2 separate regions of the Anas platyrhynchos genome follow, and region 1 is linked to region 2. Evidence: chromatin contacts called from public Hi-C data. All regions are on one chromosome and are shown on one strand. The core of a region is the stretch at or near the end of the contact, and the rest is flanking DNA. Distances in the headings are between cores, read along the strand shown. Region 1 overlaps CTBP1 (C-terminal binding protein 1). Region 2 holds the start of UVSSA (UV stimulated scaffold protein A).

The links. A called contact is a pair of places that touch in the nucleus more often than the background predicts.
Region 1: a contact with region 2 is called in a Hi-C map of subcutaneous adipose tissue, with 1.9 times the contacts expected there. The contact joins the enhancer-like site here to the promoter of UVSSA in region 2. A contact is called at or near these places in 3 of 8 Hi-C or Micro-C datasets (liver, skeletal muscle and subcutaneous adipose tissue).

Annotation. Positions count from the first base shown.
Region 1 is chr4:72,995,677-73,000,155 of IASCAAS_PekinDuck_T2T, reverse strand. It overlaps CTBP1 (C-terminal binding protein 1), which reads right to left. Exons shown (of 10, transcript XM_072037854.1): 5 at 4,292-4,479. Among named protein-coding and RNA genes, the nearest start is that of SPON2, 140 kb to the left of the region's middle. Within about 2 kb of position 1,940, at least 7 of the 8 cell types and tissues checked have an H3K27ac peak or open chromatin away from gene starts, as enhancers often do. A contact at or near this core is called in subcutaneous adipose tissue, where this site is marked.
Region 2 is chr4:72,720,596-72,725,071 of IASCAAS_PekinDuck_T2T, reverse strand. It overlaps UVSSA (UV stimulated scaffold protein A), which reads left to right and starts at 1,931. Exons shown (of 13, transcript XM_027455708.3): 1 at 1,931-2,179; 2 at 2,278-2,608. The coding sequence starts at 2,082.

The DNA of each region.
Region 1 (4,479 bases), core at 691-3,190, 280 kb before region 2:
TTCCATTCATTGCAGCCTGGCCAATATACTAAAAACACTCTTAAATGTGCTCAGTTTCCTTTTGAATCACTCAGGAATCACATAGCGAGCATCGTCATATTACAAATACTTTATGAGATAAAATCCTCCATAAATGACAATTCATATTTAGCCACAGTCCTTACACAAACAGACAGCAGGACATTTGTAAACTGCCAATTCCTTTTAAACTGCAGCCAACTGCACACCTCTGAGTTTTTTTCCTGCTCTGAAAGACTTTTATTACATGCGACTCTTCTGGGCACAAGGGGTGGCTAAAAACCTTCCTGAGCACTGCAAGAAGAGAGCAGTTCAAAAAGCGTCCACCTTCAAGGCAACTTTACCTTAGGAGCATATATAACTGCTATGAATATTCATGAGACTTGGGTGCTTCCGAGGAGAGGTAAATTCAGAAATACAAAATATTAAATGAACTTCTTGGTCTGTGATACAGGAAGGATGCACAAAATGCACTCTCCATACAGTTGCAGGAATGCAAAAACGACCCAAGCCTATTTCAGACATAACGAGATTTATATAAGGCTCTTGCAAAGCCCATTCTTCACTCCAGTCAAACCAGCAGCATGAAGAGAGACACACCAGAAACTCCTGGGTCTCCTGGTAGTCAGACTCAGCAACTTCCCCCCAGTGTCCTAGTTTGCAGGGCCTCTGATCCTGACCTCGACTCGAACCTGGTCCAAGCACAACAATATAGGAGCTGCAGTCGTCAATGATCTCCACCCAGCCCCTGGGCAAAGAGCCTGCCTCTATTCTGGTATTACAGTTTTATTAAATGCCCTCAGTACCGTGGAAATGTTGATGAGGTGCCTGTAGACTTCCATGGAAATAAGAAGTGCTCACACTTAGCAGCTCTTTGCAACAGCTGTGGGGAATCTGGGCAATTTTTAATCCCTCCTGGAGATCTCTGATACATGGTTTGCTTTGTGGAGCGTGCCTTTTTGTTGGATCTCCTGGTGAGCACATCAGATGAGCTCGTAGGACTGCTAGGGGTGCCACATTTATTGCATGGCAATGCCACCCAGCTCAAAGCTCACTGTCTGACGTGCTGATCGGTGCCTTGGCCAGCGTCTAGTCAGGATGTGGAACCAGTGAGACAACACAGCAGGTGAGGAAAGACAAACTGAGTGATGAATGCTGATTATGATGCACTGTCAAATTGATCTGGAAGAATTTCACCTCTTCTGAGTGAGGAAATGCATTAGCTATTAGTCACCAGCATTTGTAACTGGGAAGGAAGAGGAAGGGAGTGTGATTTCACAGCCTTCGCTGCTGCAAAATCATCCTTACAGCAGAACCAGCTCCAGCTATCAACTCATCCAAGTACTTACATGCTGCTGCTCATAAATATTGTTTTAAAAAAATCTAAAAAACACACAACAAAAATACCTACAACCTATCTGCCTAGATAAAAGGTGAAGAGGTAGCATTTTTTTCAGCACAGGGCTTCCTATCCAAGCTTGCAAAGCTTGTGACGCATCGCTTGAAATATAGGGCACTGGGTAGTAATAAAGACTAAAAGTGACAAAGACAGCTGTTTGATGATGTGATATTATTATTTATGTTAGGCTTACAGAATCACACACTTCAGAAGGACAGAAAGAAACACAGGCTCTGCCCTGAGGAACCCAGAGGCTAACCAAACAACGGAACAATGACGGATGGTATCCAACAAGCACATGAAGGGGGCATTATGTAGTTGAGTCTTTGCTTATCTCCAGTACAAGCAGAGGATGAGAGATGGGGTTAACTTTAAAGGAGGAGCACTGAGTAATGGGATTAAGCAGGATAGACCAAGTGTCAAAGCAGGAATATGCATGAGAGGAGGCAAAGAAAAGAGAGTGGGTGATGGAAAGAAAAAGGCAAGTGAGTCATGAAGCTTGGCTAGACCAGTGGATAAGGAAGTGAGTAGTTGGAGCTTTGGAGCGAATGACGTAGTCGTTCCCTAGCACAGAGATAGGCAAGAGCTGGGATGCTTATCTTTGGCTAAAAATAAAAATAAAAACTACAAAAAATGCCCAGGAACAGATGTGAAGGTCTGGACTGAGGTGCTGCAGCAGCAAAATGATGCAATTTATGCAACCCATTGCCGAAGAGACGACAAGTTTAAGACAAGAGCACAAAATAGCTGGGGCTGAGATAAGGGATGATCTCAGAAGTGTGTAAACACAAAAGGACACTACACAAAGCTGGAGGAAAGCAGCAGGACTTAGGAACAAAAGATGAGAACAGTTTTGTATGTGCTACATTCACTTCATAGCCTCTTACTGGTTCAGCTGCTCTGATGCTGACACATCCTAATAAGACAATTACAAATTGAGGCAAAACTAAATATGTGGGAAGAGGCCACTAGTAGAGAAACATAACCTAAGGGCAACAGTCTGTTGAACATGGCTGTAAATACACATTTTAGATTAAAACTAGAGATAGCTACCCTCTTGTAGTGATCTGGAACAGGGAAGGGAGTATGTCAAAGTCTAAGCATCTCAAGTGCCCAAATGCTAAACCTAGCATAGCTGTGTTTCCACGTCTTCTAAGACTGCTTCTAAGACTTCTTCATAAATACCCATCTATATTGGAGTTTGTTAGAACAGGAGCTCAGTCACAACGCTGGGCATATTCACATACATGTGCAAAACCAAGCAGTGGATATGTTCAAAACTTTAAAATACTCACTTTAAAAGCTGTGAACATTCCATTGTAGGAAAAGAAATAGGAACAATCAAAGACTGCAGAAAATTGCTGGTTAATAACTGCAACAGAAGTGTACCTTTAAAATCAGAATTTACCAGCCTTTTACTATGCCACGCACACAAAAGGCATCTTTAAAAAAAAACAAACACCAACAAACAGAAACAAAACAAAAGCAATAAAAAACCCTTAGCACCTCATGCAGCATTACATACATACTGGCAATCTGATTATCCAAATTGTTTCTCTATACTTTCCAGTCATTCGCAACAAAAACAGCACACAGAAAACTCATTTAAGAAATTCAGTAATAAATGAAGGCTTTTTTCTCAGCTCAGCCTGGAATTAAAGCGTAACACAATAAACACAATGCCAACAGGACAGATGTCTCCAGCAAATTAGCACATAGCATGTAAGCGAAGACTTAAGGTTCAAAAACTTGATGCATATTTCCATTTTTAAAACACGGCAGGTGATTTGTCTATTATTTATGTACAGATGCTGTGACTGTGAGTGCAATAATCATGTTTAAATGAGGTGCATTAATACACGGGTATAGATTTGAGCAAGCAACTTCATGACTATCTCCTTGAAAGTCACATTTTAAAGGCTGTTCTTTAAGTGTGAAGACGCTTTCTATTGCCTTGTGCACTCGTTCAAATGAGTGGTACGTAACGCCAAGCATTTTTGGATTCCAAAAAGTAAGAGTTCATGGCTTGAAATATCTGACAGCAATGTGTAACTGGAACAGTCATTAAAGTATGATGCCCTGTTGTCAAAATCGTATTATTAATTCCTGCAGATGAATACCACAGCAATCACATCCACAGTCCATCAGATCTTTGATAAGACAAGCACATGACTGAATAATTTTTATATAGAAACTGACTTGCTTGTTTTTCTTCTCTGCGTCTGCAACAGACAGCAATTAATTCGTCTCAAGCAAGCTTGTCCATCTGTTAGATGCCGAAACACATTTAGGGACATTCAGAGAGGTAAGTAGGTGATTTTATTAGGTCTGGAAGCATTTCAAACTTTCTTGCATTTATTTTTCCTCTCATTTGAGCTGAAATACAGATTCAAATGCAGCCCAACCAAATGCAAGAAGTAACTGCTCTGCAGACTGTTCCTGCAGCAAGCACTTTTCAGACATATTAAAAACAGCAAAAGGAAAACAGCACAAACAGAACCAGATATGACAACAAACGATGAATAGAACAAATACAGGTGACAATGGGTTGGTGTAGCAGGATCCTTGTTCTGGAAAAGGGAAGCGATGGAGTCTTACAAGCAGCGTGCCTGACACCAGCAAAAAGATGTCCAGAAGCTCAAAGAACTGAGGAATATCAACAGCAAAAATTGCAAAAATAGTTGTCTGAGGGAAATGATGATGCCTACAGGGAAAACATTTGAGATATATAAACACCAGGAACGAAGTGGTATTATACAGAATGCTTGGCATGGAAAGGAGTGAACTAGTGTTGTTTTAACAGCTCAAATCCTCGTAATTTTTTTAAAGCAATAGGAGGCGAGGAGCATTAAACCACCTCACCAGCCAACATACCTAATCCAATAATGCCCAAGGTCTCCCCTCTGATCCTGGCAGCTCCGGAAGCCACTTCCCGAATCTGTTCGACGCTTTGTACTCTCGTGCCTTCTCGCAGAGCCTGGTGAAGCCAGGTGGTTCGTCTGTACAGGTTCAGAATGTGGCACATGGTAGAATCCGCCGTCTCTTCTACTGAGGCAGCTGGC
Region 2 (4,476 bases), core at 682-3,181:
ACGTGAAAGTTTGAAACAATCCTTCCTAGAGCCATCATCTTGACATTTTAAATCTGGGACAGAACAGCTGGCTCTGCTTTAATGTAAGAACCTTCAGACACAAATAAGTGGTTTCAATGGATAAAATTCTGTTTGGCACTATATTTTGTCTATGTATTTAGCCAAAGATACTGGACTTGCAGAGCCAACAACCTGTCGTGATGCATGTGACGTGAAGCAGCAGACTCAGGCTTTGCTGAAATCAGGTGTAAACTGGTAGTAAGTCTCAGTGCTGAGGCTCAGAGGGGCAGCAGCTGCTCTTAGCTCCTGCCTCTGCACCCCACAGTGTCCTGCGTTCCCCTGCACCACCCTGAGCAGGGGAAAATCAAAGCAAGTGCAGAGTGGTTGGGACTTCTGCAGCAAAATGAATTCTGCAGTGGTCCAGCTCTCTTCAGTCTTTTATCAGACTGGTCCAGATGAAGGAAGCATGGAAATATTTGAATGGTGGATATTTACCATGTTCATTGAAAAGTAGATGGGAAAAGAAACTCAGCAACTCGAGCAAACACAATTTTATGTAATTGCCTGCGATCAAATAAATAAATAAATAAGCAAACAGCTTAGCTGTCGCTGGGATTTGCCTAAGGGACCACCATGAATGAGTTACACAACTCAGCATTCATTCATCAAGCGATTCTTTGCAAAAACCATATGGCTCCTTGCAGGGATTTCTTAAACATTATGCATGGATATGAAATGGTGACTTTGTAGATGTTAAGTACCTTGCTTGAGGCTCCTTTTGAAATACTGTTTCTAAACATTAAAGCAATGTTATTGTTGCAAGCAATAACCTAATAGGAAGCAGTTGTTTAGGCACTTTCAATCAAATTAAGAAACAAAATAGAAAAATAAGAAATATTGAAAGAGTAAACTGATCTAAACTTTGAAGATTAGTTGTGCCATCGTATGTGCTTTTCACACTGAAATGTAGGACATCCATTTTACTAGATGGAAGGCAACAAGGAAGGAAAAACATTATTTAAAAGTAAAATGCTATTAGTTTCATATATCAAGTCAAAAATAACAGAACCGCCGCAAAATGTATGTATGATTTCACTGTAGTAAATGTGTTTGAAAATATGAGTTCACTACTTGTACAAAGTGATCAATGATGTCTTTCCTATCCCAGAAGCCAGCTCGGAGAGCTGCAATACGAATTTCAACACACGCCTTAGTTGTGGATGAAGGGAAACACCCTTCAAACACCTGACAACATTTTCAAACGGGAATACCCATTTTAAATGCCTCCCTTCTCCAAGATGCTCAAAGTGAGCACCTGCAAGGGCTTGGTCCTTCCCGGTGTTTGGTCAGCACTTTCAGAAACGGGGGCCTGCAGAACATTTCCAGTGTGGCACCCAAAACTGAAAGGAGGACAAGTGCTGCCAGGAGCGAACCCAGGAGAGCCCCATGACCTCCAGTAACTGAGCCACGCTCGTGTGGCTGCTGGAGGGGGACACCAGAACAGGGCATCAACCCTATCACCCCTCCTCCTGCGTCTAATTTGACTCATTTCAGACTATTTTGTAACCTCTCGCTATTTGGCTCCTCCTGGCTTGTACTGAGTGTGTTCAATGCGTCATAAAAGTGTATTTTACCTCAGTTCAACCAGCCCCCTACTGCAGCAACTACGCTTACTACAGTCATTTCATGTGGTGCGATGCTAAGACTCCAGCCCAAACACCCCCAGCTCCCTCAGTCGCTCCTCACAGGACTTGTGCTCCAAGCCCTTCACCAGCTTTGTAGCCCTGATGTGGATTTTTGATCAATTCTGTGGAAACTTTGTAATTTATCCATCCACCCCCCAAAAAAATATTCAGTCGCGGTCCCTTTAAGGACCTCCCCCTCCCTCTCCTCCACCCAGCGTGACGTCACGCGCGCTGCCACCCCGTCAGCAGGGGTAGGCTCCGTGAAGAAGGAGCGCGGGCTGTACCACCCGCCGCGTTCCGGGGGGGTGGGTGCGTGAGGAAGGCACCACCCGGCGCGTTCCCCGGGGGGGGGGCGGGTTGTGAGGGGCTCTGACAGGAGCCGGGGGGCCGCGGGCGATGGCGCAGCGCCTGGCCGAGCTGGTGGAGGAGCTCACCACAGCCGGGGAGCCGCAGCTGGAGCCGGGCAGGCTGAAGGAGCTGAAGAAAATCTGCAAGTAGGAGCCGGCCTGGAAAATTAACCCCAAAAAGGCCTTTTTTGACCGAAACCCAGCAATTTATGTGGTAAATTTTGCCGCTTTTCCCCTCTTTTCAGGTCTTCGGATGACCACATCGGCCATGCCTACCACCTGCTGCTGACCAGGCTGAGGGAGCCGCACGCCCAGGTGCGCCTGTCGGCCTTCCAGGCGCTGCGGGAGCTCTTCGCCAGGTCCCACCGGTTCCGCACGCTGCTCATCGCCGACTTCCAGGAGTTCCTGGAGCTGGTGGTGGGCACCGAGCACCGGCAGCCCCTGCCGCCGCCCGCCGAGGTGGCACAGAAGCTGAGGAAGGCTGCCCTGCACTGCGTGCAGGACTGGCACGACAAGTACGGCGAGGCCTACAAGAAGCTGGCGCTGGGGTACCACTATCTGAGGCAGAACAAGAAGGTAACGCGGCGGCTTCGCCTGTGGGTGTGCTTAGGTGGTGAGTTGCTAGGTGTTTCGAGAGAGAGAATCAATAAATTGGGAAGGAAACCCTCTGGGAGCCAAGTGCTGTCTGTAGGAGGCATCCCAAATTACCCAGTCTTCATTAGACTTGTGGTGACTTACCCTCACATGAAGCAAAAACTCTCTTCTACATCTCCGCAAATTAAAGCTAGCAAATGCCTACCCCTTCGCATGAAGTGTTTTCTGAAGGCTTTTCAGAAAATGAGGTGCTATTTAGAGAAATGTAATGTCTTTGAGTTGTTACAGGTTGCCTAAAAAATCCGTGGATGCCCCACCCCTGGAGGTGTTCAAGGGCAGGCTGGATGGGGTGCTGAGCAACCTGATGCAGTGGGTGGCATCCCTGCCCATGGGAGAGGGTTGGAACTAGGTGATATTTAAGGTCCCTTCCAACCCGAGCCATTCTATACTTCTTTCCTATAACCTGCTAGCAAGATGAATGCTAGGTAGAGGAAATGTTACACAGTTCACCATCAGCACTGACATCATGTTCAGTGCTGACCAGAAACTGAACTAAGCTTTCTGGCACTACTCTCAAGGCAGATGCCCTTTTATTGAGACCCATACAGCATCCTGACTGAAGGCATTGGTTTTCCAGCATTCCTTTCCCTTTTACTTTTTTTAAAAGCTTCTCAGTTGAATATCCTATGTATGTAACTTACAGCTCAGTCACTACATTTGCCCAGATGTGTTATTAAGTATATTAAGTAATGGCCAGCTACTGGAGTTGAAGCGAAGGGCCGTCTGTCTCTGACCTCAGTTACAGAATGACAGATATACAGGGGTAAGGTACCTTTGTGGAAAGGGCTGAACTACATAAACAGGGAGGAAGAACTTTAAATAAAGTGATTAAAAACAAACTAGGACAAAACATAAAGGACACATCTACACTGGAATAGATTACCCATTGGGAGATATTCTTGTACATCTTGTGTTATGGCAAAAAGGCTTTAAAAATCCTTGCCTTGAAATTAGAGCTGGACTCAACCAACTCTTTCTCGGTGTGCATAAGTGTTGCTCACCAGTAGGCCTCCAGCCACTGATTACCACCTGAAGCCACAAAGTCCAGCCTGTTCAGAACGGAAAGGATACTTACAGCTTCATCTGACAATAAGCAGCTATTAAGTTGTCATGTGAAAGCTTAAAATATCCTTACTTCTGTCCTGAGCTGTCCTATTCCGGCTTTTTTCACAGCACAACAAAGTGTAGGTACCAGCCCTCCTCAAACACAGTGCTGGTGTGTGTAACACCAGCAGTTTAATTAAAAAGGAACTTCTCACGTAAACACTTCTAACTCTCCCTTCTAGGTTTCATATTATTGTATTTTGGTCATTCTTCTGCTTTTGTATCTATTCTAAGATGCAAGCAATGGAAATTGGGAACACTTTTTTAACATTCATGCTATCTACAATGATAACACCAGAGTTTCAGGAAGTGTATTCATTTTATTTCTTCAGAAAGATGGGTGCTGTGTGTTCTTAACAGATAAAGAAAACTTTGTGATAAGCAATGTGTCTGCTGTTCTGTTTCCATATTAAGCTAATAACTTACTTGTATTTATTGTTTGCTTTTTTTTTTCTCTGTATAATTTTTGGCATCTGATCACAAAGGGTATTTGAATCCTCCCTTACTGCTTTATTGAATAAAGGAAAAAAATAATAAAGTGATGAAGGGAAATGCAGGACTGAGGCAGCGATCTCTGACATATAACATAGATTTCCCCGACTGGATACTCAAGCATACACAGTAAGTCAAGCATCCAGTAAGCTGTACTATTTTTTAGGGCAGCTGAATTTGAGTAGGAATGCTGG